Linked DNA regions of Mus musculus: regions 2, 3, 4, 5 and 6 are each linked to region 1. The links are chromatin contacts, called in public HiChIP or PLAC-seq and promoter capture Hi-C maps. All regions are on one chromosome and are shown on one strand. The core of a region is the stretch at or near the end of the contact, and the rest is flanking DNA. Distances in the headings are between cores, read along the strand shown.

Evidence for each region. Promoter capture Hi-C pulls out the DNA fragments that hold promoters and counts their contacts. HiChIP or PLAC-seq counts read pairs in DNA pulled down with a chosen protein or histone mark.
Region 2: a contact with region 1 is called in a promoter capture Hi-C map of pre-B cells. The contact joins the enhancer-like site here to the promoter of Mycn in region 1. A contact is called at or near these places in 9 of 39 promoter capture datasets (the HPC-7 cell line, HPC-7-derived erythroid cells, cranial neural crest and 5 more), 7 of 484 Hi-C or Micro-C datasets (the AML12 cell line, cerebellar granule neurons, embryonic cerebral cortex and 3 more), 9 of 115 datasets of contacts at active chromatin or transcription factors (astrocytes, embryonic basal ganglia, embryonic forebrain and 6 more) and 1 of 9 other capture datasets (adipose tissue).
Region 3: an H3K4me3 HiChIP or PLAC-seq map of embryonic basal ganglia shows a contact between it and region 1, with 7 times the contacts expected there. The contact joins the promoter of 4921511I17Rik here to the promoter of Mycn in region 1. A contact is called at or near these places in 14 of 39 promoter capture datasets (the C10 cell line, the HPC-7 cell line, HPC-7-derived erythroid cells and 9 more), 1 of 15 datasets of contacts at CTCF or cohesin (large pre-B cells), 7 of 484 Hi-C or Micro-C datasets (DN3 thymocytes, the N1E-115 cell line, Sertoli cells and 4 more), 19 of 115 datasets of contacts at active chromatin or transcription factors (the 230-238 cell line, CD8 T cells, VIP interneurons and 14 more) and 4 of 9 other capture datasets (adipose tissue, embryonic stem cells, embryonic trunk and 1 more).
Region 4: a promoter capture Hi-C map of hippocampal neurons shows a contact between it and region 1, with 4 times the contacts expected there. The contact joins the enhancer-like site here to the promoter of Mycn in region 1. A contact is called at or near these places in 3 of 39 promoter capture datasets (the C10 cell line, hippocampal neurons and pre-B cells), 1 of 484 Hi-C or Micro-C datasets (cortical neurons) and 3 of 115 datasets of contacts at active chromatin or transcription factors (embryonic forebrain, forebrain and large pre-B cells).
Region 5: a contact with region 1 is called in a promoter capture Hi-C map of pre-B cells, with 6 times the contacts expected there. The contact joins the promoter of Cyria here to the promoter of Mycn in region 1. A contact is called at or near these places in 6 of 39 promoter capture datasets (cranial neural crest, frontonasal cranial neural crest, hippocampal neurons and 3 more), 3 of 484 Hi-C or Micro-C datasets (LSK cells, cardiomyocytes and uterus), 11 of 115 datasets of contacts at active chromatin or transcription factors (astrocytes, embryonic basal ganglia, embryonic forebrain and 7 more) and 1 of 9 other capture datasets (adipose tissue).
Region 6: an H3K4me3 HiChIP or PLAC-seq map of forebrain shows a contact between it and region 1, with 6 times the contacts expected there. The contact joins the enhancer-like site here to the promoter of Mycn in region 1. A contact is called at or near these places in 10 of 39 promoter capture datasets (the HPC-7 cell line, cranial neural crest, frontonasal cranial neural crest and 6 more), 1 of 15 datasets of contacts at CTCF or cohesin (pro-B cells), 2 of 484 Hi-C or Micro-C datasets (the G1E-ER4 cell line and embryonic fibroblasts) and 10 of 115 datasets of contacts at active chromatin or transcription factors (the 230-238 cell line, astrocytes, embryonic basal ganglia and 6 more).

The regions. Positions count from the first base shown.
Region 1 is chr12:12,938,827-12,943,454 of GRCm38.p6, reverse strand. Mycn (v-myc avian myelocytomatosis viral related oncogene, neuroblastoma derived) reads left to right here and starts at 1,619. Exons shown (of 3, transcript NM_008709.3): 1 at 1,619-1,819; 2 at 2,969-3,845. The coding sequence starts at 3,062. RefSeq lists an enhancer at 820-848.
Region 2 is chr12:12,299,543-12,304,140 of GRCm38.p6, reverse strand. The region is part of intron 1 of Cyria (CYFIP related Rac1 interactor A); the gene reads right to left. Among named protein-coding and RNA genes, the nearest start is that of Gm34407, 13 kb to the right of the region's middle. Within about 2 kb of position 2,165, at least 114 of the 459 cell types and tissues checked have an H3K27ac peak or open chromatin away from gene starts, as enhancers often do. A contact at or near this core is called in the HPC-7 cell line, adipose tissue, liver and 2 more, where this site is marked.
Region 3 is chr12:12,390,633-12,395,318 of GRCm38.p6, reverse strand. It overlaps 4921511I17Rik (RIKEN cDNA 4921511I17 gene), which reads left to right and starts at 2,844. Exons shown (of 5, transcript NR_045829.1): 1 at 2,844-2,900; 2 at 4,231-4,343.
Region 4 is chr12:12,220,520-12,224,929 of GRCm38.p6, reverse strand. No RefSeq gene overlaps it. Among named protein-coding and RNA genes, the nearest start is that of Gm40838, 14 kb to the left of the region's middle. Within about 2 kb of position 1,394, at least 54 of the 459 cell types and tissues checked have an H3K27ac peak or open chromatin away from gene starts, as enhancers often do. A contact at or near this core is called in hippocampal neurons, where this site is marked.
Region 5 is chr12:12,260,610-12,264,872 of GRCm38.p6, reverse strand. Cyria (CYFIP related Rac1 interactor A) reads right to left here and starts at 2,696. Exons shown (of 12, transcript NM_001146119.2): 1 at 2,635-2,696.
Region 6 is chr12:12,354,807-12,358,936 of GRCm38.p6, reverse strand. It overlaps Cyria (CYFIP related Rac1 interactor A), which reads right to left. Exons shown (of 12, transcript NM_001146119.2): 4 at 771-892. The region is part of intron 3 of 4921511I17Rik (RIKEN cDNA 4921511I17 gene); the gene reads left to right. Among named protein-coding and RNA genes, the nearest start is that of 4921511I17Rik, 36 kb to the left of the region's middle. Within about 2 kb of position 2,711, at least 37 of the 459 cell types and tissues checked have an H3K27ac peak or open chromatin away from gene starts, as enhancers often do. A contact at or near this core is called in astrocytes and forebrain, where this site is marked.

The DNA of each region.
Region 1 (4,628 bases), core at 370-2,869:
GGCTTTTGCAAAGGTAATGGGTTTTACATATGTGAGCCCAATAAGAAAGGCCTTGGAAGGGTGGCTCACCCTCATTCACGGCTACTTCCTAGAACCTGCCGCAGTCCCCAGAATTATGTAGGCATTCGGGGACAGATGGGAAGACTTTCACACATGCTAATACACATTTTGACCTTGACTCTCTAGGCATTCTCTTCTTCCTCGCTGGAGGTGAATGAGGGGTGTCATTTTCAATTTAGAGGGAAATGGAGACGCTTCCCCACAAACAAGCTTAAGGGTTTAAGGATAAATCCCACCCTACTGAGAATGTGTGTTGAAAAAGGGCTTCACCCAGGGACCCAGGTTACTCCTGGAAAGTTTTGTGGGGCAAGAGCATTTATTTTTAGCCCCACATTTAGGAAACAAACCTTTTAGCATGCTTGCCTAGACAGAAGTGAGACGCTGTGGGATGGGGAGGGAGGGAAATGTGCCCACGGCTGTGAGGAAAGAATACACGCACCCTGCTCTAGTCTAAATAAGATGTCGCGCTCTCTCTGTTCACGCCAGCTCGTAAGTGAGGCAAATGGGACACAAAGAGGCCAAATTAATGATGGCTTTCCTTGATGTCACCATCCGTAGGAACTCGAGGTATACAGAGCAGTCAGTGATTTGGGCAAGGAAAGCAGCGGTCCGTAATTCAACCCTGGCTTCGGAAAGGCTTTTGTTGGGAACGGTGGGCGCGACTTCAGGGGACGTCCCTCCACGCGTTTCACAATCCCTTCCGCGGTAGCAAGGATTCGCTAATTGTCTCGCGGGGGTGGCCCCACTCGGGCTCCGAGGCTGGGCGGTGCGGCTCCGCTTTCTGCTTGGTCTCCGCGAGGTGTCGCCTTCGGCCGAAGAAAGCGGTAAGGCGCCACCCTCGTAGCCCGCACTTATTTATTTTCAAACAAGGGGGGCGCCCCTTCCTTTCAATTTGAAACTAGAAACCTCCTGCGGTCTGTTTCTACGTGGGCGCGTCCTCGGCCTCCCATTTTGCACTCCTGTGTCGCCTTCCTTCGAGATCACACACGAACAGCCCCTCGACCAGGCCTTGTTCCACTTTAGCCTGGAGCTCATCTTTCACACAAACATACACTCGCGCGCAGTCCACGCAGGGACTGGGCTAGAAACCTCTTTTCCCATTCCCAGAACACACCCAGCGACCTTTAAAAAAAAAAAAACACGGAGTGCAGCGGGTGCAAGCCAGGGGGTCCAAAAGGGAGGGGGAAGCACTCCTCGGGTTTCCCAGCTTTGCTGCTTGCAGTCTGAAAAACGAGAGGGGGGAGGGGGAGAGAGGGAGGGACGGAGGGGGAGAGGAGAGGAGGGGAGGAGGGGGAGAGGAGAAGAGGGGAGGAGGGAAGGGAGAGAGAGAGAGAGAGAGAGAGAGAGTCGGAAAAAAAGAGAAAAGCAAATGGCTTTTGGCGCGAAAGGCTTTGGCGCCTCCCCTGATTTTTATGGAAATCAAGAGGGCGGGGAAAAGCCTCTTGCCTCTGCCTTTCTCCCTCCCCCTCGTCTGCGCCACAGCCCCCTTCTCTCCCCGCCCCCCGGGTGTGTCAGATTTTTTCAGTTAATAATATCCCCCGAGCTTCAAAGCGCAGCCAGTGACAGTCATCTGTCTGGACGCGCTGGGTGGATGCGGGGGGCTCCTGGGAACTGGGTTGGAGCCGAACGAGCGCTAGCCAGGCGTAAGCGCGCACACACTGCAGCCGCCGGAGGACAACCCCCTCCCGCCGCCGCTCCCTCAGCCCACCCGGAGACCCCAGCCCCGAGTCGCCTCCGGATCCCCGGCAGTCTGCGGGAGGTAAGAAGCGGTACTTGCGAAGCTTCGAGCGCCCGGGGAACGGCGGAGCGCTGCGGCTAGGCAAGCCCCTGGACGCGGCTCCGCACCCTGCACCCAAATATGCCGGGCTTTTCTGGGGGAGGGGGTAAGGGGGCAACACACCGCGTCTGCTTCCGAAACAAAACCATCTGGGTTTTTTGTTTTTTTTTTTTTCCTGAAAAGCCTATTCAGCACCCGAAGGCACCCTGGCTGGAAGAGACCCGCCCTAATCCCTTTTACAGCCCTGGCCCAGGCAGAGAAATAGCTTTAGCGAAAAGAAATTCGCCCGGCTCCACAAGATTTGTCTGAGTGTGAGGTGACTGGGAACCGGTGCGTCCCCACCCCAAGCTGGGGTTCTCCAAAAGGTGCCGCGGGGAAAGAAGGAAAAGGGGTTAGGCGAAGCTAGGTGCCTGAGTGATAATGTAGGTCACGGCTGCTCCGGCTTAGGAGACGCGATTCTCGCCGGCGACCCTGCACCATTCCTAGGGATGGGGTTCAGCCTTTCCCCCCGCCTGTTGAAGAGGTTGAGGTCTCTGAAGGAAGGGGAATGGAAAGGGTATAGGTATAGGCAGCGATGAGTACCAAGGGTATCTGCCAAGATTGAGGCTCTAGGTCTAGGTGGAGAGGGTTGTATGTAATTGCCTGTTGTTGGTCTGACTGGAGAAAGGCCCTTAATAATTAATAAAGTTTCCTGAACCCCGTTAGCGTTTGCGCTCCCGTGATCGCATTTCTGCAAAAGGGGAATGAAAGGTACTTCAATCCCATGCCTGGTAGCTGGGCTAGAGAGCAAGGACTTCCTTTAAGCAACTAGTGCAAGTGGGGTAGTCGCGCTAGTAAGAGCTGAGATCTGCAGCTTGAACAGCCCCCCTCCCCCAGGCAGTGCCTTGTGTGAATGAAACGGCAGTTTCCAAAGTTGCAGAGAGCCACACCACCCCCTGCATCTGCAAGCCCCCTCCCACTCCCAGTCTTAGACAGCTTGTACACAAAAGGAGGGAGTAGGGGAGACGCTCAACTTTCTCCCACCTTCCAGAGCTGTGGGGAGCTTGCAGAAGAGATTGGGGGCTCCCACTGCCTGTCCCCACCAACCCACCCCTTTGGCTCATTCTCTCTTGGTTTGCCTATTGGTTGTAGAGTTGGAGGTTGGCGCGACTCTGCTGCTCTCCACGGGAAGGAAGCACTCCCCCATATTAAAAAGAGCGGAGATATTAAAAGAGAGGCGAACCCATGCCCAGCTGCACCGCGTCCACCATGCCGGGGATGATCTGCAAGAACCCAGACCTCGAGTTTGACTCACTGCAGCCCTGCTTCTACCCGGACGAAGATGACTTCTACTTCGGCGGTCCCGACTCGACCCCACCGGGGGAGGACATCTGGAAGAAGTTTGAGCTGCTGCCCACGCCCCCGTTGTCGCCCAGCCGCGCCTTCCCAGAGCACAGCCCGGAGCCTTCGAATTGGGCTACGGAGATGCTGCTGCCGGAGGCCGACCTGTGGGGCAACCCGGCCGAGGAGGATGCGTTCGGTCTCGGGGGCCTGGGTGGCCTCACTCCTAATCCGGTCATCCTTCAGGACTGCATGTGGAGCGGCTTCTCTGCCCGCGAGAAGCTAGAGCGCGCAGTGAACGAAAAACTACAGCACGGCCACGGGCCCCCGGGCGTCAGCTCAGCCTGCTCGGCTCCCGGAGTGGGTGCCAGCAGCCCCGGGGGCCGTGCCCTTGGTGGGTCGTCGAGTGCTAGCCACACCGGGGCCACCCTGCCTACCGACCTCTCCCACCCGGCTGCCGAATGTGTGGACCCCGCCGTGGTCTTCCCCTTCCCGGTGAACAAGCGAGAGTCGGCGTCGGTGCCCGCTGCCCCCACTAGCGCCCCGGCGACCAGCGCTGCGGTCACTAGTGTGTCTGTTCCAGCTACTGCCCCGGTGGCTGCTCCTGCTCGTGCAGGCGGCCGTCCTGCCAGCAGTGGGGAGGCCAAGGCCCTCAGCACCTCCGGAGAGGATACCTTGAGCGACTCAGGTAAAGCCTAGAGTAGAGTTCTTGCTAGCTCCTTACGGACTGGGAAGGTGGGGGTGCTGCGTTCCCTTTGTTATCATAGATTTGTGCGGGTGATTCTCTTCTGTTCACCAGCCTCCCGGGACAGAAGAGGCTGGAAACACCAGCTACACCTTCTCTTAAATTTGCCATCCCCTTTTTCGCGAATCCTTGCGGTAGGCATGCCCTCACTGTGGCAAAAGTTGGTGGCCAGCTCAGTCAGTCTGTGGAGTCCAAAAAACTACCTGTACAGAAATCTGTTAGTCCGTTGGAAAGGAACCTTTAAGCCAGGTCAAGGAAGGGAAAAGACTCCCTGCAAGACGAGGGCTGCACAATCCCACTTGCAAAAGTTAAGAGAATGCCTGGCAATTCCTCCCTCCCCTCCCCTAGGACTCTGAGCCCTCCGTGGGTGGTGGGCTGTTTGCGTTTGGTGCGTGGCCAGCAGGCGGCGTTGTGTCTGACGCAAGACAGGCAGGATCAAAAAGACTGGGGGTGATGGGGGCACCCCCTCCCTCCAGTTCAGCAGCTGGCAGCAAGTGCATTAGTGGTTGTGTACGTTTTCAGAGAGCCTCTTTCCGGTTTTGATTGAGTACTAGTCCCGTTGTGTTTCCTAGCTGGAATTTCTGACCTAATTGAGCTGAGTTGTGTTCCATAACCCATTGCCCTTGAAGGTTGAGGGCGGGTCCCTACCACTGCCGCTCCTAAGGAATGCACGCACCCTTAGGATTCATTGGTTCTATTGTAAGCCTTTATCTGCGCTGTCCTCGG
Region 2 (4,598 bases), core at 916-3,415, 640 kb after region 1:
ATTTCTAGGCATGCTACCATCACAGTGCAGTTTTAAAGCCAAGCACAGAAAGTCCAAGAATTGGGAATGGGCGATGTTAAAAGACACCTACAAGATTAAACTTGCCCAATCCATTCATTCTGTAGTCGGGGAAACTACGGCTCGAAGGAGAAAACGGCATCTCTCAGAATCATCAACTTGGGAGTCAGATCCAGCCTGGGAATTCTGACTCTGGCAACTTGAACTTTTTTTTCCTTTTTTTTAATTAGGTATTTTCCTCATTTACATTTCCCAACGCTATCCCAAAAGTCCCCCATACCCACCCCCCAACTCCTCTACGCACGCACTTTTTGGCCCTGGCGTTCCACTGTACTGGGACATATAAAGCAATGCAGCCTCATGGTCAAACTGACAGAAGAGTGGCTGCTGGCTCTGAACGGGAAGTCTTTTACTGTCTGTGTGTATGCATACACATGAGGACACCTGTGTGCACAGGTGTGTGTGTGTGTGTGTGTGTGTGTGTGTGTGTGTGTGTATACATGTTTGTGGAGGCCAGAGGTTGACATTGGGTGTCTTCTTCAGTCAGTCTGGCCCTTAGATACTGAGGCAGGGTTTGTCACTGACCTCTCAGCTCACCTAGTTGGCTAGTCTCTCTATAGTCAGCTTGCCCTGAGGATCCCGTGTGTCTGCCTCCTGAGCACTGGGATTGATGAGGTCACAGTGCTTGTGCAGCCGAACGTGAACACTGAAGATCTGAACATAGGTCTTCACACTTGTACAGCAAGCATGTCACACACTGAGACACGTTTCAGCTCCCCTTTAAAAGCAGAGTTCACACAGGGAGGTGATGCTTTCCACAGACTGCGGTTTTTGTAGCTTTTATGGTTTTACCATGAAGAGACTAAATTGGTAAAACAGTCCACTGCAGCTATGTGGCTGGGATGGTGCCCATGTTTCTTGTTATAAAAATATTGTTATGAAAGACTGTGAAACAGGGACACAGCAGTAGGTGGCCTCTGCTTTTTAGTGGCAACAATTCTCTCCCTCTCCCTCCCTCTCTCCCTCCCTATCTTGCAGAAGAATAGGGAAAGTTATGGACGTGTTCCTTGAGTACCAATTCTTAAAAAGATTTTCTGACCTGCCAGTGAATTTGACCAGACACCCTTCTACACAGAAAATGGGCGGAAAGAAGCCGTGCAAGTATCTAGCACCTAACATTTGCTAACCAAATCCTATCTGCCAGGCATACCATGTGAATTCTACACAGATGTTTCCCCAACTTGGCTTAAAACTGTCCTAACTAGGTACCATGAACTCCACTTGTCCAAGCAACCAAAACCATGAACTTTTTACAGCTACATCTGCTGAGGCATGAAGAAAGTGCACTGTAGAACAAAAGATGAGTCCAACCTGCACAGGGTTTCCTTGAACACACACACATGCAAACACACACACACACACACACACACACACACACACGCAAACACACATAAACACACACACACGTACACATACATTGCTATAAAATATTGTTATGAATGACTGTGAAACAGCGACACAGCAGTAAGTGGCCTCTGCTTTTTTACAGACACACATGCATACACACATATATATGCACATGCATACTCACACACAAGCAAGGAAAGAGGAGGAAGACTAACTGGGAAGAAGAGAAAAAGGAGTGTCACCAGTAGAGGGAGGGGTTAAGAGAAGGAAGCAAGTATGGTCAAAAGTTAAAATATGGAAAAGAAAGAGAAACAGGGCCGCACCTGACTCTCAGATCTTGGTGTCCATATCAACGGAATTACAGTTATTGGGGTGAAAAATCAAAAGTTGTCTATGTAGTCATTGTCTTCCTCAAATGTAGGACACAGTGCTTTGGAAGCTGCCTGTGTTCTAAAGACAGGGAGGAGTATTCTTACTAGGTTCTGTTTGGGACAGGGTGGAGGGGATTTTGAAAGCCAAGGGTGACTGCCCAGCTCCCTGCCTGCCTGCCTGCCTGCCCCAGGAGGCTGGACTCCTAGCCTCAGCTCTGAGCAGCTGCAGCCAGAGGGCACCACAGGAAATTATGATTATCAACGCTCTGGGCTCTGTTCCTGTTCTCAGACAGCGGGGGACATGCCAGGAGAGATGGGGTGGGGGCGGAGAAAGAGGAAGAAAAAAACAGGAAGTGAAGTGGGGGTAGGAAATGATAGAGAAAACAGCTACTTTGAAACGCCCTCTGTGAGAGAGTGTTTTCTGAGCAGACTTGTGGAGCTGGGACCTGTGTTTTTGGAAAATAGGGTGTGGTGTAAATGAGGAAGAGGGTCCTGTGGGTGGGTGCCCATAAATTTTATTTCCAGCACCACAGCCTGGCCTTTCCAACACAAAGCCGGGTGTAAATGCTAAAGAAAGTGAATTTCCAAAGGGTTGGAGGACAAGGCCATCTCCTCTTGGCAAAGCCTGAGAGATCAGGTGAGCCATGGAAGGTTCTAGAAACAAAAGAGAAGCTGTTGAGTCACCAGAGCTTTCCCATGTCACCACCATCTGTTTTCTCTCTCAGCCACTTTCAAATTACTAGTCGTTCAGAAGGCCTAAGTGAATCTCATTCACCCAACGTGGATGGGCTATCTTCATCCAGATAACCCAGAGGGTCTCCACGGCATGGCTAAGACCCTGCTAGGATGTCTCCTACCCATTTTGTTGACTTTGATACTCACAGAGGCCTCCAGAGCTTCCCCATGTCCAAATACACATCATTAAACATGACATCACCTGCTGATGGCTCAACCACCTCACAAAAATAGCTCTATTATATAGAGGAGGGTCAAGAGGCCCACTGCTCCCTGAGGGACTGTTGGTAGCTAATGGTTACTGCTGAACAACTGTCATCCAGTCACTACTGAGGTTGTTCATGATTCAATAAATGACACCCCCCTCGTGCTCTTTATAAAGAACCCTAATTCAAACCAGGTCTGTCTCTGAATCTCTCTGCCTGACTCTCTTTCTGTTCCTCTCTGTCTCTGTCTCTCTGTCTCTCTGCCTGTCTGTCTCTGTCTCTTTCTCACACACACACACACACACACACACACACACACACACACACACAGACTTAAGTTTTAGCATTTCTCTTTGTTCTCACACGGCACCATGACTGAGCAGAGAATGCAGAACCCTTAACAAACAAGGCGACATGTTCTACCACTCCTTGGTTTCTCCTAATTGGCTGTGCATCAGCAAAGCTAATAAAAAGTACAGTCCAGACTTAGAGAAGGCACTTCACTGGGAAGCTTGTGTCTCTGTGGCTTTTGTTGCCATCAACCTGGCTTGGATCCATTGGCTAGCATTTGGGTAACAAGGGGGACTGAGTGCTCTCATTATGGCCCCATCGCCTCTTTTTTTCCCTAGATATGATCACAAAGACCCAGTGAAAACTGTTTCAAGGTCTAACAACAAATGGCCTTCTGGGAATCTGTCCTGGATGCTGTAGATCATTTTTTAAAATATTCAAACAAACATGGAATAACACAGAGTAAGCCTATCTGTGTAAGGAATCCAAGCTCTTTGAAGTGGTAGCTCAAGGTAGGCGGCGAGAACCAAATATCCACAGGGAGAAGTGAGGAAAGCAACACTAAACTCATTGTCTCCAAAGCAATACGACCTAGCAGCCTACCATACTCATCTGCTTCTGCCCCTGGGATTGTAGATACCGTGGCAGCCTATGGCATCATTGGAGAACAGGATGGCTGCTCCACCCCCACCCCACATAGCACATGGTGAGCAGAAATGTGTTTCCCAATACCACAGCCTTTGTTCAGCTTGAAAGACCATTTATTTAACAGGGGAAGCCCAAACCCAGATATGTGAAGAGCCCCGGAACCAAGGCTTGCCAGGTCATCTACTGATGACATCCAATGTAGTGACCTCTCACATCACCCCCTCCTGCCTATCCACAGAAGGAGCTGGGGGACAGCTTCTGACAGCTGTTTGTCTTCTACTCTTGAGAATCTGTGGTGGCAGAACAGGGCAGGGGCAAAGTGAGGTAAGAGGAGAAAGATGATGAGTCCAAAGGCCTGAGAAAATACAGGCCTGGACCAGCATGGGAGTGGGCTCCTTCAAAATGCCAGTCTCTGAAGCAGAAAGAGGACTCCAGTCCAAAGGGAGACATTTGACATCTTTCCCACAATAGCAGGAGTGGGGACATAACAGTGCGAAGAAGGAAAGGACAGAGACAGACTTGCTGTGTCTCAAGCTTTGATTATACACCTTGTCACCCCTAAAATTGCAATGTCATAGAAATCCTGTAAGTTTGGCACTGCTTTTGTCCCTTTTATAATTAAAGGAACTGAGATACATCATGGCTTAGCCTCTTGTTTAAAAGACTCAGTGTTTGAGACATAGGGTCAATTTATGAACTTGGGCAAGCTGGCTGGAATTCTTGCCTCTAATCACTTCCTAAAATGCCTTCCCAAAGCAGCTATATTAAAGGGCAAAACACTGGAAAAAATTAAATAAAAGCAGATCCCTCAGGAACAGAGGACACTTCATTCACAAGGGGAAAGCTCTCCAGGCAGGGAATATATCACGGAGTACTCAGAGCCAGCTGGAGAATTTAGTCCCTGGTCCCTCTTGGCTGGCAG
Region 3 (4,686 bases), core at 1,595-4,094, 550 kb after region 1:
ATGAAACTGGCAAGTTATCGACCTTTCATGATGAGCTAATGCCACAGGTTGTAGATCAAAGAGATTCTAAGATGACTCCAGATTATGTACTTATTTCTTGTAGCCACAGGCTGTTGATATAGCTAAAAGGTCAACACAAAGTTATGAGGTGCATTGCTGACTTGCAGTGACAGCTGAGTCTAGAGACTTTCCAATCTCTCACATGAAAGTTAAGGCATCCTACAGGAAATGTTAATATGCTAAATGGGAAGAAGAACATGTGAATGAAAGCTATGAATGGCAACCTTGAATTCACATATAATCCAGAGGTTCCTCTCCCACTGAGATCAGCTTGCCCTACATTATCTAAGGAGAATCATCTTCCCTACATGGACTCCTCATTCTAACCTTGTTGTGAGTAGATGTCTTAAAAAAGGATGCTCAGTCTCTTCATAACCACAACAACCGCTCTCTGCCACCACTAGACTCATGGTCACAGGCATGTCTCCATATGACCTAGAAATGCAGGTACATGTGAAGTCTCAGAAAGAAACAGTTTCAACAAAAAGAATCAAAAGTATTCTAATACTTGTTTGGAAACTTGGGAACCATGAGTGGCCATGATTTTGTGGATATTTGAGCAAGAAATGTAGAATGTAATAATATCCTGAGGTATGTAATATGATGTAGCTGGATAGTCTATATAGTCCGTCAGCCATGCATTGCTTGCTTGGTTGATCAGCTAGGATGGCTTCTCAGTTGACTTCAGAAGCTGGACAACTTCATCGACGTGCTTTTGGAAGACAGTCACACATCATCATTCCTGTCCTGGCTATGGCTAGTCTCATGCTACAGCAAGCCGAGAGAGTAGTGACACAGAGACGTCTGCTATGCTATCCTTTACGTAAAGCTTTTGTGACCTCTAGGTCACATTTATGGAGAATGACATGCTGTGCTTGTTGATATCTTTTTATCAACTTCTTACAAGCTAGTTACCTCAAACGACAGAACCTTGATTAAGAAAATGCCCTCATCAAACTGACCTGTGAATAAGTCCTTAGGGCATGTTCTTCATTAATGATAGATGTGAGAGGGCCCAGCCTACTGTGAGTAGTGTTAAGGCTAGATAGGGGTTCCTAGGCCATATAATAATAAAATAATAATAAGACAACCATCATCATCATCACCACTACCATCATCATCATCATTTGAGCAAACCACAGGGAGCAAACAGCATTTGTTTATCTGTGAGCTCTTGCTTTGGTTCCTGCTTCCAGGTTCCTGCCTTGAGTTCCTGCCCTGACTTCTCTTCATGATGAACTATAAGGCACGGGATGAATAAACCTTTTCCTTCTAAGTTGCTTTTGGTCATAGTGTTTTATTACAGAAACAGAAAGCAAACCAAGACAAGTGCTATAATTTCCCTACATTCTTGGGCAGAGAGCAAATTGGGTTAAATTTATCATGGGTGATTCATATATTCATTTCCCATTGTGTTGAATGAAGGGATCCAGAATTCAGTGCTTGGACAGAATCATAGACAGATACATAGGTAGCTGGAGCTCCTTGAGGGGATATCTCTGTCAGCAAAGTGCTTGCCTTCAAGCAATGAGGACTTGAGTTCAACCTTCGGATCCTTAAAAAAAAAAAAAAAAAAAAAAGACAGGAATGGTGGCATAAACTTATAATCCCAGCACTGGGGAGGTGCAGATAGGCAGATGCCTGGGGTTCACTGGCCACTCATACCTGGAGAGTTCAAAGCAAACAAAAACAACACCCCACCACCACAGACACACTTGCACACACAGGGCAGTGCCTATGGTTGTCCTTCTGCTTTCACATCCACACGCACACACATAAGACAGTGCTTCCATCCTTGAAATGTTGCAGTAGCTGTTATCTGTAAGATGGCTACGAACAGAGCAGATGCTTCTGCTGCCGTGGAGTAGAGCTCTTCAGGAAACAGTCAAATGGCCACATCTCACTGTTAGCAGCACAGAGACGTAGCAGAGATCAGAATGAAACAATCTAATACGACATCCAGTATTGTTTGATGAGCAAAGTGTTGGGGTGGGGGTGGCACGTTTTTATGTCTGACAATAAAAATGTAACAAAAAAAATATTTAAATTCCATGGCAATAGAGTACAGTCACTGGCTCTCATCCAGTTTCTAGACATCAATCAATTCGCAGACTTAGAACCCACTAATTAAAGTGAAGTCGTGGCCTGGAACTCAAACTCTCTTTTTTAAAGACCTGATGTAATTCCCTCTTCAGGAATCTTCAAGGGGCCTGTGGCCTGGAGTGCCTATACTCAGGCATCTTGAAAATTGTTAAGCCAGTGGTTCTCAGCCTTCCTAACGCTCATTTAATACAGCGCCTCATGATGCGGTGACCCACAACCATCAATTTATTTTTGTTGCTACTTAGGGACTTTAATTTTGCTAGTGTTATGGATTATAATATAAATCTCTATGCTTTCTGATGGTCTTAGGTGACCCCTGTGAAAGTGTCATTCAACTTTCAAAGGGGTCCTGGTTCACAGGCTGAGAAGCGCTGTGTTAAACGCTATCTCTCAGTTGGTGCCGATTCTCGAGCTCCCTGGTAGCTGCAGAATCTTCTCATTCACCGCAGTGCTTCCGGTGAGCACAGGACAGCCGAGGGCTTCCGGTGAGCAGAGGACAGCCGAGGGCTTCCGGTGAGCAGAGGACAGCCGGGGGCTTCCGGTGAGCAGAGGACAGCCGGGGGCTTCCGGTGAGCAGAGGACAGCCGGGGGCTTCCGGTGAGCAGAGGACAGCCGGGGGCTTCCGGTGAGCAGAGGACAGCCGGGGGCTTCCGGTGAGCAGAGGACAGCCGGGGGCTTCCGGTGAGCAGAGGACAGCCGGGGGCTTCCGGTGAGCAGAGGACAGCCGGGGGCTTCCGGTGAGCAGAGGACAGCCGAGGGCTGAGCTCCAGTCTGACCTTCATGGGGCTCAGTTTGAGCAGGAACTGCCTAGTGGTTATCCCCTTCTTATCTTGAATTTAAAATTTGGCAACTAGGGACTAGAGAGGTGGCCCAGCTGTTGAGACTATTTGATGCTCTTGGAGAAGACCAGGTTCAATTCCTGGCAACTACATGGTGGTTCATAACCACCACTAACTCCAGATTCAGGGGACTGATGCTGTATTCTGACCTCCACAGGCACTGAACACATATATTCATGTGCGTACATACATGAAGGCAAAGCACTCACATAAAATAAATAAATCTAGCACTTAAAAACAAAATGACTGCTGGCTCTCTAACCCAAGGCATGAGGATGAATCTTGTAGAGACAGACAAGTAGCACGTTTGTAACTTTCCCTACCAGACAAGATAGAAAGGAGAAATACTGCCGCATAATTGCAGGGATTTATGTCACCACTAAAGACCTGAAGAAGGAGAATAGGTGTTACCCACCATATGTTCATTTAATTCAGCCAAACTCTCAGCTAGTGCACATCCATTGAACTCATCAGAACTCCTCTACAGAAGTCAGATGGGTCATGAACAGCTTCATGATGTGAATTTAGGCAGATGTTGATTGCAATTTCAGTCACTGTCCCTCGTGTGGCATTGTTATTGCAGTGAATCAACAAAGCTCCTAGGACACAATGTAAGACTATTGACAAAGACAATTCCTTTATCTCCATAGCAACTTGCAAGCACTAATACCATTAGTTGTCCTTTGTTTAGCATGGCCAAAAATAGGCTGTCGCAGTTTTGTGACAAGGCTATATCTGTTCTCCAGTCTGCCAAGTCACTTGACATTCAGCCAAACATTATACCAGTCCATTCTATTGGTAACTCTGTATTGATTAGATCTTGTGGTATGAAAGTAGTAAGTATGTTTGGACACTTAGTAAGACACGTGAAAACTGGTAAGTAGAAATAAAACTTATAAAAAGTCCTGGGCCACTACCTTGAACTTTAAAAGTGTTTTTCTTTTAATCACTATGGACCATGTCAAAATACCTACTTTAAGCAAAGAGAAGTAGAGTCACCTGTAACACTATAAGACTGAAGGTAAAAAAATTACAGGCTCACCAGCAAATTAACATTACAGTAAAAAATATTCCCAGCACCTTTTTCTTGTGATCCAACAAATCGAACCGTATTTAATTAATTGATTAATTAATCAACCTCTCCATATTGTCCTGGCTGTTCTAGAACACTCTGTAGAGCAGACCTGCCCCTGAACTCACAGAGATCCATCTCCCTCTGCCTCTTCAGTTCCAGGAATAAAGGCATGAGTCACATAGAAGAGAAGGAAGCTCTAAGGAACTTCTGAAAACCACCCATCACAGGATCACAGCAGTCTTGCAGAATTTCGAAACAAGGCTTTGGTCTGTATTGGGTGTCATTTTCCTTTTGAAACATAGCTTCTGGTTTGTTACTGGATCCTGGTAGAGACCAGGTTTCTTGTAGCCATGGGATGTTAGATAAGCATGAGATTGAGTTTGCCACTGTCAGCTAAGTACTGCCTCAGAGTGGTGCCCAGCAGAAAGTTAACAACAACAGGCCATTGTATAATTGAACAGGTTTGCACAGCTCTAGAATGTTGCGGCCGCCAGCAGCTCGCAACGTGAACGGTTCGACTGATATGGCTACTCGAGCTGAAAGAGAGGAATCTAGACGGGGCGAAAGAAGAAACGGAGCTAAGACAAATTCATTCTGATCAAAGCTCAA
Region 4 (4,410 bases), core at 145-2,644, 720 kb after region 1:
GTGTGTGTGTGTGTGTGTGTGTTTGTGTGTGTGTGTGTGTAGGTCACAAGTCAACATTTGAAGTCTTTTTTTATCTTTAATCGTTTTTTACAGTCCAGTCGTTGTTATCCTCCTCTCATTCTGCCCTTTGACAGTAGTTATCCTCCTCATCCCATTCCTCCTCCCCTGTCTCCAAGAGGATGCTCCTCCCCCGACATACTCACCTCCCCAGGCTTCCTCATTCCCTGGGGTCTCAAGTCTCTCAAGGGTTAGTTAGGTGCATCTTCTTTCACTGAGGCTAGACCAGGCAGTTCTCTGCTGTATATGTGTTGAGGGGACTGGACCAGTTAGTGTATGTATGCTGCCTGTTTGATGGCTCAGTATCTGAGAGATCTCCTGGGTCCAGGTTTGTTGAGACTGCTGGTATTTTTTTTTTAAGCACTTTTCACTTCATTGTCTTGTGACAGAGTCTTGCTGCACCCAGAGCTCATTGGTTTGGCTACACTGGCTGGCTAGCAAGATCCTCTGGGTTCTACCCAACATCGCCTCCTTCAAGGGCCAGGGTGACAAGGCAAAATTGCTACATCTGCTTTATATAGGTGCTGGGGGTCCCAAGCTCAGATCTTCCTGCCTTCACAGCAAGTATTAGCAGTTCTGAAGATGGGCTGTGGGCTTCAGATTTTTTTTGAAATAGAAGAAGGAGGATTCTATGATTTGGATAAGTTTCTTACTGGACTCCATGTGCTAAAGGATTGATCCCTAGGTAGTGCTAATTATTAGGAAGTACTGGAACATTTAGAAGTCAGGGCCTAGCAGTCATTTTGTAGGTCTGTGAGGACCTGAACTGGATGGGGTTGTGGGACTTTGTCCTCTGTCTTTGTGTCTTCCCTCAGGAGTTCAGCAGTTTGCTCTTCTTGCTTGCTTGTTCACCACCATTGGTCTCCAGCACAAATCAGCAGAAGCCGAAGGCAACGAGTTACTGTGTCTTGGACTGGGGACTCCCAAACTGTGGGCAAAAGCGAACCTTTACGTTTTGTACATTACTGTCTCAGGCATCTCATTATCTCGAGAAGTTGGCTAACACCAAGGTTCATAAACTTTTACCAGTTGTTGCCGAGTAACCTTTGGATGGGAGCCTTCTTTAAGGATGTGACCTCAGAGAAAGTAGTTCCTCTTCTTTTTGTAACAGGATTTCGTGATGTTCAGGCTGACCTTGAACTCCTGATCCTCCCAAGTGCTCGGTTTATAGGCTTGTGTTTAAAATTATGTCTATCTTTAAGAAAGTACAGAGCAAGAACCCAGTCAAAGGACCTGATTTGGGTTTAGAGGAACTTGGAGTCCTTCACTGCCAAGTTCTTCTGGCAGCTTAGTTACGAGTGACTCATCTCTGCATGGGAAATCTGGGTGACACACAACAGAACTACATGATATGGTTGTGAAATTGACTTTCCTCTATAGCAGGCTTCCCTGTTTTAACAATCAACTGTCACCTTTGGTTCTCATGATCCAGCAGCCATAGAGTTTTGGACACTGCTGCCCTCTACACCTGGCTTCATTCTGTGGCTGTGTTCTTCATACCAACATAGGATCTTTGTGTGGATGTGGTTACACATACATAGGCATGTGTTTGTGCATATAGGGGCACAGACCTGCTCTCTATGTGTAAGTCCCACCCCTCTCAAGGATTTGTGCTATGTTCATGTCTCAGGCATAGAGATCATTTGTCCTAGCTACCCTGCTTCCGTTGAGCACAGCTGTGATGCTGAGAACATCTGAGTCTCAACTCTGCTTTGTTTCTATGCTCCGGAGCATGTATGGGCTCCAAACTTGACCTTGGGAGACTGCCCAGCTCTCAGAAGAAGTACAGCCCCACCCATTGGGAGCATGACTCCAGCCTTAGCAGGGTCAAGAGCCGAGGAATGGCCCCACAGAGGGGGTTTGATCTAACATGCAGGGCTCCGGGGGCAGAAGCTGAAGCCAAAGTCTGTTCTGAAACACTGGTACCATTCTCTGCCAAGGGGTCAAAGGTCAAAGGGTCAAGCTGTGGTAAGGTTGGGAGTATTCTTCCGAGTCCCTGAATTCAGAATCTGTGGACATTGTTGAACTAGACTACGGAGTACAACACCCCTCCCTACGAAGTTCTGTTGGACAGACTTCTCTCACACTGCAGAGGTCACACAGTGGGCCTGTTGTGAAAGATCTTCCTCGCAAAGAGTTTATCTTGCCTGCATAGCGTGCTTTCAGGCATAATGATGGGCCACAAGATGGAGAAGGTTGCACTGCTCTGCTGGAAACAGGGGACCATAAATTGTGCAACACCAGGGTGTCCAGAAAAATGGTTTGGCTCCTAGTTCCCCATCTTCCCACCAATTCTTGCTTCCTAGGTTAAAAAATATTTGGAGTGTGTGTGTGTGTGTGTGTGTGTGTGTGTGTGTGTGTGTACAACTTGCAAATAGTGGCAATGGAGTTCAGAATAAATCATTAAAATTCCTAAAACTGGAGTTGTAGGTGATTGTGGGCCACCATGTAGGTTCTGAGAACTGAACCCTGTCTGATCTTCTGTTGGAGTATTAGTACTCTCAATAACAGAACCATCTCTCCAGGTCTACTCCCTGCTTTTGCTATGAGACTTCTGATAGTTGATATCAGAGTCCATCTTATCAAACGGCAGTTGGCTCAGACAGAGCATAGTGCTTGAAGTATGTAGGGCTGCCACCCTGAAGAGGACTTCCTTCTTGTGAGCTGCAGAGGAATGAGGTATAAGAAATTAAGGTGGAAAACACTGTGGAGTGAATGAGTCAAAACCAGAGGCTGCAGGCAGGCCTGGGACAGCACTCTGGAGCTGGTTAGCTCATCACCTCCATCTCAGTCTGGCTGGCATGGGACCTTGAGAAGTGGACAAATGGAGGGGACAGTGACATATGTTTTAGATGGCTCACTGTGGACCTGACATTCCTCTGGACTTGCAGTGATGCTTTGAAATTGGGCACAGCCCAGGGCTCTGTAAGATGAAGGTGGCTCAGAGATACAGCTTGGATGCCCCTTTTAAAAGAAAGAAATCTTTCCAGAGCAGGTTGTACCTGAGAAGGAGTGCCCAATGAGTGATAGGAGTTTTACAAATGAGTCTTTAGTCCAGCATTGCCTGGGACTTCTCCCCAGGAGTGCAGATCTCACTAATGTTCTGGTCTCCTGGGGATTCCTTTGTACTCTGCAGTCCTTGGCACTGAGTAGATCAGTATTACCTAGGATAGTTCAAAAACACAAGCAGAGAAAAGATTCGAAGAAGAGGATAAACAAGACGAAGAATTTACATAAAGAACAACTCCAAGATGACAAGAAAATATTATTTTGCTTCATTGGACTCATTATTTTTTTCTTTTCCAGAATCAGAACCTCATGGGGGCAGCAGGGAGGGAGGAGGGAGTCAGAATGGAGGGAGGATGGAGGAAGGAGGGGAGGAGGGAGTCAGAATGGAGGGAGGATGGAGGAAGGAGGGAGGAGGGAGTCAGAATGGAGGGAGGATGGAGGAAGGAGGGAGGAGGGAGTCAGAATGGAGGGAGGAGGGAGTCAGGATGGAGGGGGAAGGAGTCAGCATGGAGGGAGGAAGGAGTCAGCATGGAGGGAGGAGGGAGTCAGCATGGAGGGAGAGGGGAGTCAGAACACTTGATTCCTCAACAGAATTTTATCCTTGTCTTTCACAAAGAAAACTGCAGGGTAGAGAGAAGTGCTGGGCTGGGACCGTTGGATTGTTTGTTTTCTAGGTGCCCTGATAACTCAACTATGTGTCCTTGGGCAAGCTGCTCGCCTTCTCTGGGTCTCCCATTGCACAACCAGAAACTGGAAAGTATCTTTAAATTATGACCCTCTATGGATCTATTTTTAACAACAACAAAAAATAAACCCACACACTCCCGCACTGTCATCTTGCCATAACGACATGTGTCGCGATGCAGACTTCCCAGAATCAGAGAGAAATAGCATTTGTGAAGTGTCAGCTCATCACAAATGACTGGCAAGTAGAAGCTTCCAAGCCCATCCCCAAAACCTGCTCAGTGATGTGGGGCCAGGTTGGGCTGAGCCTGCTCTGCTGCTCTCTGCCTTCTTGCTGACTGTGTCTCGTGTTCTTAGGAGCAGAAATAGATTCCGTCTGTCACAAGACAAGCACACTCCTGGGAGGGAGGAGTGTGTGTGTGCATGGATGCATATACACATACATGCATGCATGTGTGAGTGCATGTTTATACATGCACACGTGTACGTATTTTTTTCTAGATAGCTTTCTGTCAAAGATGGCAGTTTCTTAAGCAATGTATAAGGGCCCTGAAAATTTGTCAGGACCTGCTTAGGTCACCTGGACATTTGTCACTCCATCTCTGTGTCCTCAGCTAGAGGCAGCACCCAGCATATTGGGCATATAGTCTACCATATGTT
Region 5 (4,263 bases), core at 1,447-3,946, 680 kb after region 1:
ATGCCACTAGTCTTGAATGATTATGACTTAAAATCCTAAAATTTTCAACCTGCCAACAGTGGCTCAGACATCTCTTTAACCTAAGATCTCCCAAGAAAACCTAAGGTGCTTAAGGTCTTTCAGCCTTCCAACGATTCAAATCATAGCAGGTAGTCTAATCCATTTCACTCTAAAAGAAGAAGCAGCACCCAACAGGAAAGATAAAGATGCTTCAAGTCTATTTGAAAGATAGAATGAGGTCCATGTGAGTGAACTGACTTCCTCTGGGTCAACAGCTGACCGAGAGGCTGTTGATACCCTTGTCTGTACATGTTGCTCTAATTCAACAAGCCGGAACTTTGCCATACAAAGGGGAGAGAGAGAAAATGCAAGGAAGAGAAAAAGAACCAGGAAGGGAGGAGCAGCTTCACCGCAGACTGTCGCGAACAGGGGACAGTGGGTGACAGATTCTATGGACTGGGTTAGCTCTCTGGGAACTCCTTACTCAGGGCTGGCTCTCTGTCCTTGAGTCATCCGGTTGCATCTAGGCCCTGGGAGCATAAGCAAAAGCAAACTGAATTCCTCTCAGTGCTGAGTAAAAACAGGAAGTCACAAGTGGCTTCACTCTGCTCTCAACTTGGGTCCCCAGCACTTGGGGTTCAGGATGTCCAAAGGGCATGGGAGGCAGCATGTATTGCAGGGTTAGGGGACTGGAACCCTTCCTAATTACTTCCTGGTGCAGGGAAGTCCTTTAGGAGACGGATCTGGGAGCACAGCAGGATGGGAGGCAGAGAGACCCATGTTTCAGCTCTGTGACTACCCTTCATTGATCAAATCTGAGAGCTGACTGTGTGCTCACATCAACAGGAGCCCATGGGAAACAGCTCACTTGCTCTGAGATTACTTACCTCAGATGCAAAGTGAGAGATGGGGGCTACCCTTCCCCTAGAACACTAGCTCCCCAGTGAGCTATCACAAGTGTTTGACATATCCAGAAGGATGCTACCAAACGGGATGCTACTGTCCCCTCCTCAAAGCTTGAGAGCAAGAAAGTGCATGGTAGCTTTATCCCACCCCTGCTTGTTCAGTATTCTCTCCTCACAGGAGCTAGGGGCCCACAGGAGGTGAATTCTGCCAGCCCCCAGCCTGGGCCCAGTGCCCATGTTTATGACTGTTTATTTCAGAGCAAGTAGAAAGAAGAAATTAGAGCCATAAAAGACAGGACAACAGACCAATAAAAACCAGCTCCCAGAAGAGTCAGGGGGAGGAAGAGGCAAAACTGTCACCATAGCAACACAAGACAGTCAGAAACAGGCAGGAAAAACAGCCCCTGGTCTGCCTCCTCTCTTCACACGAAGCCCTCACAACCAGTGTGTGAAATTTAGTCTGACTGGGAACAATCCTAACAGGCTGGTCTTCCCAAAGCTGAGGCCTGGCTAGGAGCCACCCTCCTCTTGCTGCTATGCACAGGTTCTCAAACTGCATGGTGCTAACCCAGCTTTCCCTGAGCCCTGGAGACTCAGCACTGTGCAGATAGCATGGGACAATCTGGAAGAGGTGATGATTGGTCAGAGTAGGGAAAGTTTCTAATAAGAAAACCACTAGGCTTCAGGGGAGCCCTATGAGCCTGGGGTTCTCTAAGAAGTAGGCAGGTAATCACCCGCATAGGAGGAGAAAGCATGCCCAGAAAAACTCAGAATGGTGGTTCTATCAGTACTGGACCCTTCCTCTTCCAGTAATGGCTGACAGGATTCTGGGGATCGTCACAGAGATGTAGGTTGGGGGCGAGGGTGAGAGCTTTAGCAGATTTAAATGGCAAATGCCCTAGACCTCGTCTCTGGGGACATAGGCCAAGAAGTTTAACAGCTTGGAAAAGGAATAGGGGACAGGCTGGCACATTTTTGTCAAAAGGTGTTCTTGCCAGTCTCTCAGCTGGCAAATAAGACAGGTGTGTCTACAAAAAAGCATGGCTGGCCTGAGACCAGTGCCTCGGGAAGTGGGTCAAATTGTTCCCGAAGCTCCAGCTTGGAAAAGTCTCCTCCTGCTGGACTCTAGTTAGGAGTTCTGGCATGAGGGGGAGTGAATACCGCGGAGGCGAGGAGGTCCTAGGCACAGCAGTTTGCCTGCTGGCTAAGCACCTCTGTGGCAGGTGGCAGCAAAAGGGTACAGGTGTGCAGGGGCCAGAACAGGCTTCATCCACGCTTGGGGCTACAGAAATATGGGGAGCAGAGGCATGGCCCTGGCAGGGGAACCCGGAGGAGGTAGATCGCGGGTCTCCTGAAGAATAGCTTTGGAGATGAAGGTTCGGGGGAGGGGCGGGGGGGTGGCGGTAGGGGTGGGAGTGGTTGAAGGGTGAAGGGACTCTTCTGGAAAAGAAATAAAATCAGGAGAGAGACCCGGAGAGAGGGAGCAATGGACGCACAGACCTCTGTGTTCGGGAACCAAGAAGAACAGTTCAAGACCGAGTCGTGAGCTAGCTGCCTCCCTCCCTCGCCCGGGGCTGCAGGGCGTCGCGAGCCGGACGAAGAGAGCCACAGTCGCCCCGCTCCACCAAATCCGGCGCCCGGGAGGCCCTTGTGCCTCCGCAGCGCCTTTCCCTGCCAGTCCCAGCCCGCGATCCCTGCCGCGCCCCAGCCGAGTCCGCACCACGCTCACCGGAGTCGCAGCCGCTGTCGCCGCCTCGTTCCTGCTCGGCCGCCCGCTCCGCTGCTGTGGATGCCTCTCCGGCGGCAGCCTCAGCCCGAGAGTCGACTTCCAGCCCCGCCCCGCCCCGCCCACGGCCCGCCCCACGGCCCGCCCGCCCCTCCCTGGCTTTGGAATCCCACCCTGCTGTCACCCGGAGGGCCGGTTCACTTCTAGCCAGGCTAGGCACTAGGATCTGCACCCAGGAGTTAGCACTGTACCTCCCAGCTAATGTTAATACTCTCTGCCTGGACCACTTGTCTTGCTATTCACTAGGAGGCCTAAATTCCTTCATTACCCACTTTTCCCCTCAGACAAACAAAATACAAACAAAACACCCCCAAAGACACACTCTCCATAGGCCACTGGCATACACTCACACTGATACTAGTGCTCCCCCTCCCTGGCCCCAGGTTACTTTGGATGGTGAACCTGCTTGCTCTCACACTTCCCTTGCCTGTCCTAGTAACACACGCCTAGCTTTAAAGGCCACCGTTATTGAATGTGATCCCAAAAAATGTCTTCCCAAATGATGCCTAGCCTATGAAATGCAACGGTCTTCTAAACAGTGAATTTAAAATTCTGCGAGGTAAGGAGAAAGTAGCTTACAGCTCTCATTGTCACAGATCATTGTTTTAAAACATCTGCCGAGGAGGTTTTGTACAGAAAGGGAGATTCCGGAAGCCCAGAGGACCGAGCTGTGCCAAACAGGTTGTGAGTCAGAGCCCCTGTATGTGTGTTTGCCTTGCAGATACCTAGGTTGGCTGCTCTTTTTCCCAGTCAGCCAACCAGAGAAGATCATTATACAATTTATACAGTATTAAACCTTCACAGTGTGTCAGGCCTTGTGCTGACAGCCATGGCTTCTTTGGGTAGTGAGTTTGTGGGTTGGGAACAGGAGGAAAAGCCTGGGGCTCCAACAGTGGAAGGTGCTTCAGGGAGAGCATTGCTCTATCCCCTTGCTTGAGGCCAGTATGAGTCCCCATGACAAATTTACTCCGCCTAAGTCTCCTGAGGCTCTTGATAGTCTGCGTTTCTGACAGGCTCCCAGGAACTGCTTAGCAGTAGAGTGTTTGGTTCAGTTTTGGCAAGAATTCAGACAGGATCTAGACAGGCACAGTCTAGTTAGAATAATATAGTCTCCTACATGGAAATGGTCCTTGGGTTGCATAAGTTTCTCAAGCTCCCTGCCCCCCACCTGTACTCATCTTATTTTTTGTCCATCTGAAGACAGTTTATTTTATGTTATTATGGCTCTATTAGAATTTTTCTTGCCATGACCTTAGCTTTGATTTGTTTGTCTGAAACACACAGACACAGATATACACAAGTAGACACATACACAGACATAGATACACACACACACATACACACACACATACACACACACATATACACACACACACACACATACACACACACACACATACACACACACACACATACACACACACACACACACACACACACACACACACACACACCTCCGTTGCACCTTTTCTCCTTTACTTATCCTGTCTGCCTTCAACTTTGGCCAGGCTTTGGGGAGGTCATGAATGAATCAGCCCCAGATAACAAATTGATACCTGGAATACTATATCA
Region 6 (4,130 bases), core at 1,462-3,961, 590 kb after region 1:
CTCTCCATTAGCACTTGATTCATCTAAAGGCTGTTTATTATGAGGAGTAGAGGCTGTAGCTGTTGTGCTTGTTCTATGATACACACTCTGTTCTTGCCAGTCTATAGTAATATCTACACTTAAGGTAACCCTGAAGTAGACAAGCCACATCTTAATAGACCTTTTCCCAGTAGCATCCTGACAGTGGTATGCTCTCATGAGGATGGTGGCAGAGGCAGGATAATTCTCATATATATGCATCTTCCTAAATACATAAACACAACTTGCTCAATCCATACACTGTCACTCCTAAACAACTGGTGTGCTTGTCCTTGAAGAAGACCATTTGTCTCACTCCGTATGGCTATTATTTTATTTATTTATTTATTTATTTATTTATTTATTTATTTATTTAATTTTTATTTAGTTTTTTCTCAGAAGACAAGAGCAAGATACTCGCCTTAGAGCAGGTGGTTTCTGGTTGTCACGTGACACTACTGGAATCACAAAGTTTTGATTGTACATGTTACCCTGAATCTCATGACTCAGAGATTCACGGGCTTTGTGTCAATATTACCCTTACAGGAACCAATCTGCTGGTGTTGTTGGTTAAACACGGATGTCACATTATTCTACTTTGCACTCTAGGAAGTACTAAGGCTATTACTTAATCATCACACATGTGCATCTCTGTCTCTGTCTCTCTGTCTCTGTCTCTCTCTATCTCTGTGTGTGTGTAAGAACTTTCCTTCTCGAAGGGTTTAATCAATTCAATATTCTCATGGACTTACATCTCGGATCTCTGGTCCTGCCCCTTTGTAAGCCTGTAAGTCTGTGAGGATGCTCTCAGAATCCTGGAGGACAGCACTGATCTGGTTCCATATCTCTCGCTCTCCTTCTGTAGGCTGTGCATCTAAGTGACAGAGAAACCAAGAGAAACAGAGGCTGCTGTTTACAAACAGCTCTCAAAGGCAGTACACGATCACTGCTATCAGTTCTCCCTGCAGCTTTGGAAGTCACCCTTGTAACATAACAAGCTGTTAGGATTAGAAAATGAATACAACTTCTGCCCAGGACTTAGTTCAGAGCACTCAACCATCCTTTTGTACACATGAAACCTAGTATGACCAGATCATCCTAAGTGTCCATTTATTAATTAACTTGTACAAACTGCATTTCTGTACATGTTATGTGAACATTGGGTAACAGGCGGAGTGAATGTTTGGGGGGGGGCAACTTCTTTTTATTGAACTTTTCATTGTTTACCCTTCCTTAAAACTATCACTCTCATTGTTGTCAAATATACGATATAAAATGTACCACCCTAGCCATTTTTAAGTGTAGAGAGCAGTTGTACTGACAAAGGTGTGAATTGCCCCCACCACACAGCTCCATAGCCCTCCTGACCTTGCAAAGCCAAAACACTGTGTAGTGTATGCTTTTTAACAGGAAAAAGTGCAGGATATTTCCATCATTGAAAACCTGCAGACTTGAGTATAAATTTTTTTAAAAAGGAACCCCTTTTATTCATATTATTTTATTTTATATATTTATCTATTTTTATACTTATACACATTTATATTCTGTATATATATATACATTTTTGTTACATATATTATTTTTATATATTTATCTACATATTTTTATATACAAATCAACCTTAAAGCTTACATAATTTGGAAAGGGTGTGATGACTCAGAAGGTAAAGGCACTTGCTGCCAAGCCTAATGACCTGAATTTAATTGCCAGGAAGCGCAGAGTGGAGGAGGAGAGCCAACGCCTGACCTCCTCTGACCTCCACATGTATGTCATGGCACACCCTCTCCCGAATAGATGAATTTCATCACCATCACCACATCATCATCTTCATCTTGGGTCATTAATCCTTGACGGCATGACAGCAGCATATCATTCCAGAACTCACCAAGACATCCCAATCTATTTATACATCCCATACAAGACCTGGCAAGTGTGTACTCATCGGTTCAAGGGAATACTCTCAGAAAAGAAAATCCATGAGAGTGGGAGAGGATAGTCTGAAAGAAGACAGTGGTCCACAGGAGTACACAGGAGGTGTGCACAGGAGTTCCTCAGCAAAGACACTTAAAGAGTGCTGTCAAAAGGCCTGTTCTGCTTATCTTTGGTCTTGACAGTGTTACCCACAGAAGTGTGTGTGATGTGTTTAGGTTCACATAAGCAAAGGCAGCTCTCTGATAGCCACACAGTGCTGTCTAAGCTCTGCAGCCAGTTCTCACTCTCTGGCATCTCTGGAGCTCTTGCAGGTTCTAACTCCCAGAAGCATTTCAAGGAGGCTGTGGCAGGAGGCCAACAGTGAAGAAACATGCCTTTCACTGCCCTCAGAATTGCGATCAGGCCAGTTTCTGTAAAATGATGTCACTGCTCAGGGAGAGAGGGAGAGACATCAGGTCATGGAACTGTTTCCTGGTATTTAAATCCTGAGACACAGGATGTTGTCAGCAGATTTCACTGACAGAGTGACAAGGACAAAGTTGTATGAAGCCTGACACTCCTCTGACCGAACCTCCATTTTATTTAATCTTTCTACAATACAAAGGCAGATACTCCAAACATGTGAGATGTCGTAGTCACTAGCGGGACCCTGGGGTGGCAGGAATAGCTTTATAAGGCGGCTGATGGTAAAGCGAGCCCTGGCTGAGTGTGTGAGCAGACTGAGCGCAAGGGGGGAGTAGATGCCAGATAAGCCCAGGAAAGCTGCAGTCAAGCCCATGAGGGATGACACCCGCAGCGACTTGAGTCTCGGCCTAGTCTATTCAACTACCAAAGACAGAGTAACTGGTGGTTTCCATGGAAATCAACAAAAAGAAAAGAAAACCCATATACTAAGAGGGGGCTACTTGGAAAGAACTAAAGGGGTTAATGGCAGTGGGAAAGGAATAAGGAAGGATAATGGGGGTGTTATGACCATAATACACTGTGGGTATTATGTGCATGTGTGAAGCTGACATATGAAAAAGAGCAGTAACACCTGAAAATAACACAGAAAATTATAAACTCTCACAGGATTTCTGGACACTGGGAAAAATGTTTTCTCGAAACGAAACAACGTCACTTATGAGGAGGTACGAGGTTCAGGCAAGTTAGGAAATGATGAATGCAGTTGGGAAGGAACTGGAGAAGGCAGGTGTCTAGAATGGTGGCACAGGTGAGAGATAGAGGAGGTACATCTACAGGGAGAGAACAGGGCAGCCAAGGTCCTGGAGGTAGGAAGAAACACAGATGGGCCAGAAGGAGAAGAGGTGTCCGGCGTGATCAGAAGCTGACTCAGGATACCACGGGGAAACACCCAATTTCTCCTGTCTCGCCCAGTATATCTCACAAACACTGGGTAAATATCAGGACTGATGTTTCCGAAAATTTGAATCACTTCATATGTCCCTTATTGCTTCCCCAAGGTGTTCTCAAAGCAATAGGGATTTCAGAAAGAGGGAGCCTACACATCTATGAACTAGGAAGCCTGTCACTGCAGAGAGCATGTCGGGGGTAGCTGGAAGTTTCCACATTGCAATAGTGGCAGGGAGGAAAACCCAAGGGAAAAAAAAATCAAACCAAAACAAAACAAAACAAACCAAACCAAAAACCCTACAAACCAAATAAAAATGAGCCACTGAGGGGTGGAGAGATTGCTCAGTGGTTAGAGCACTGGTTGTTCCTCCAGAGGACCTAGGCTTGATTCCCAGCTCTCACACAGTGGCTAATTATTATCTGTAACTCCAGTTCCAACTGATCTGATGCCCTCTTTGGTTTCCTTGGGTGCCAGGCACATACATAGTACAGAAACAAACATACGTGTAGACAAAACACCCATACATATGAAATTTAAACAATGGACAATAGAAAAACAACAAAACAAAGAAAAAAAAACAAGAAAGACTCACTTATCCAAATTCAGGAACGTACTGTGTATATATAAGGTAAAAACAAACAAACAAACAAACAAACAAACAAATAACAAAACCCTCCAAATGACGTATTTAGAGAAACGCAAAATAGAGACTGTGCCCAAGATTCTGAGGTTCAGATAATTCAACAGAATTACACAACTGTTTGTGGAAGAAGGTTGACTTAAAAGGGGAGAGAAGACGCGTGGAATCTCCCGTCACATGGGTCCA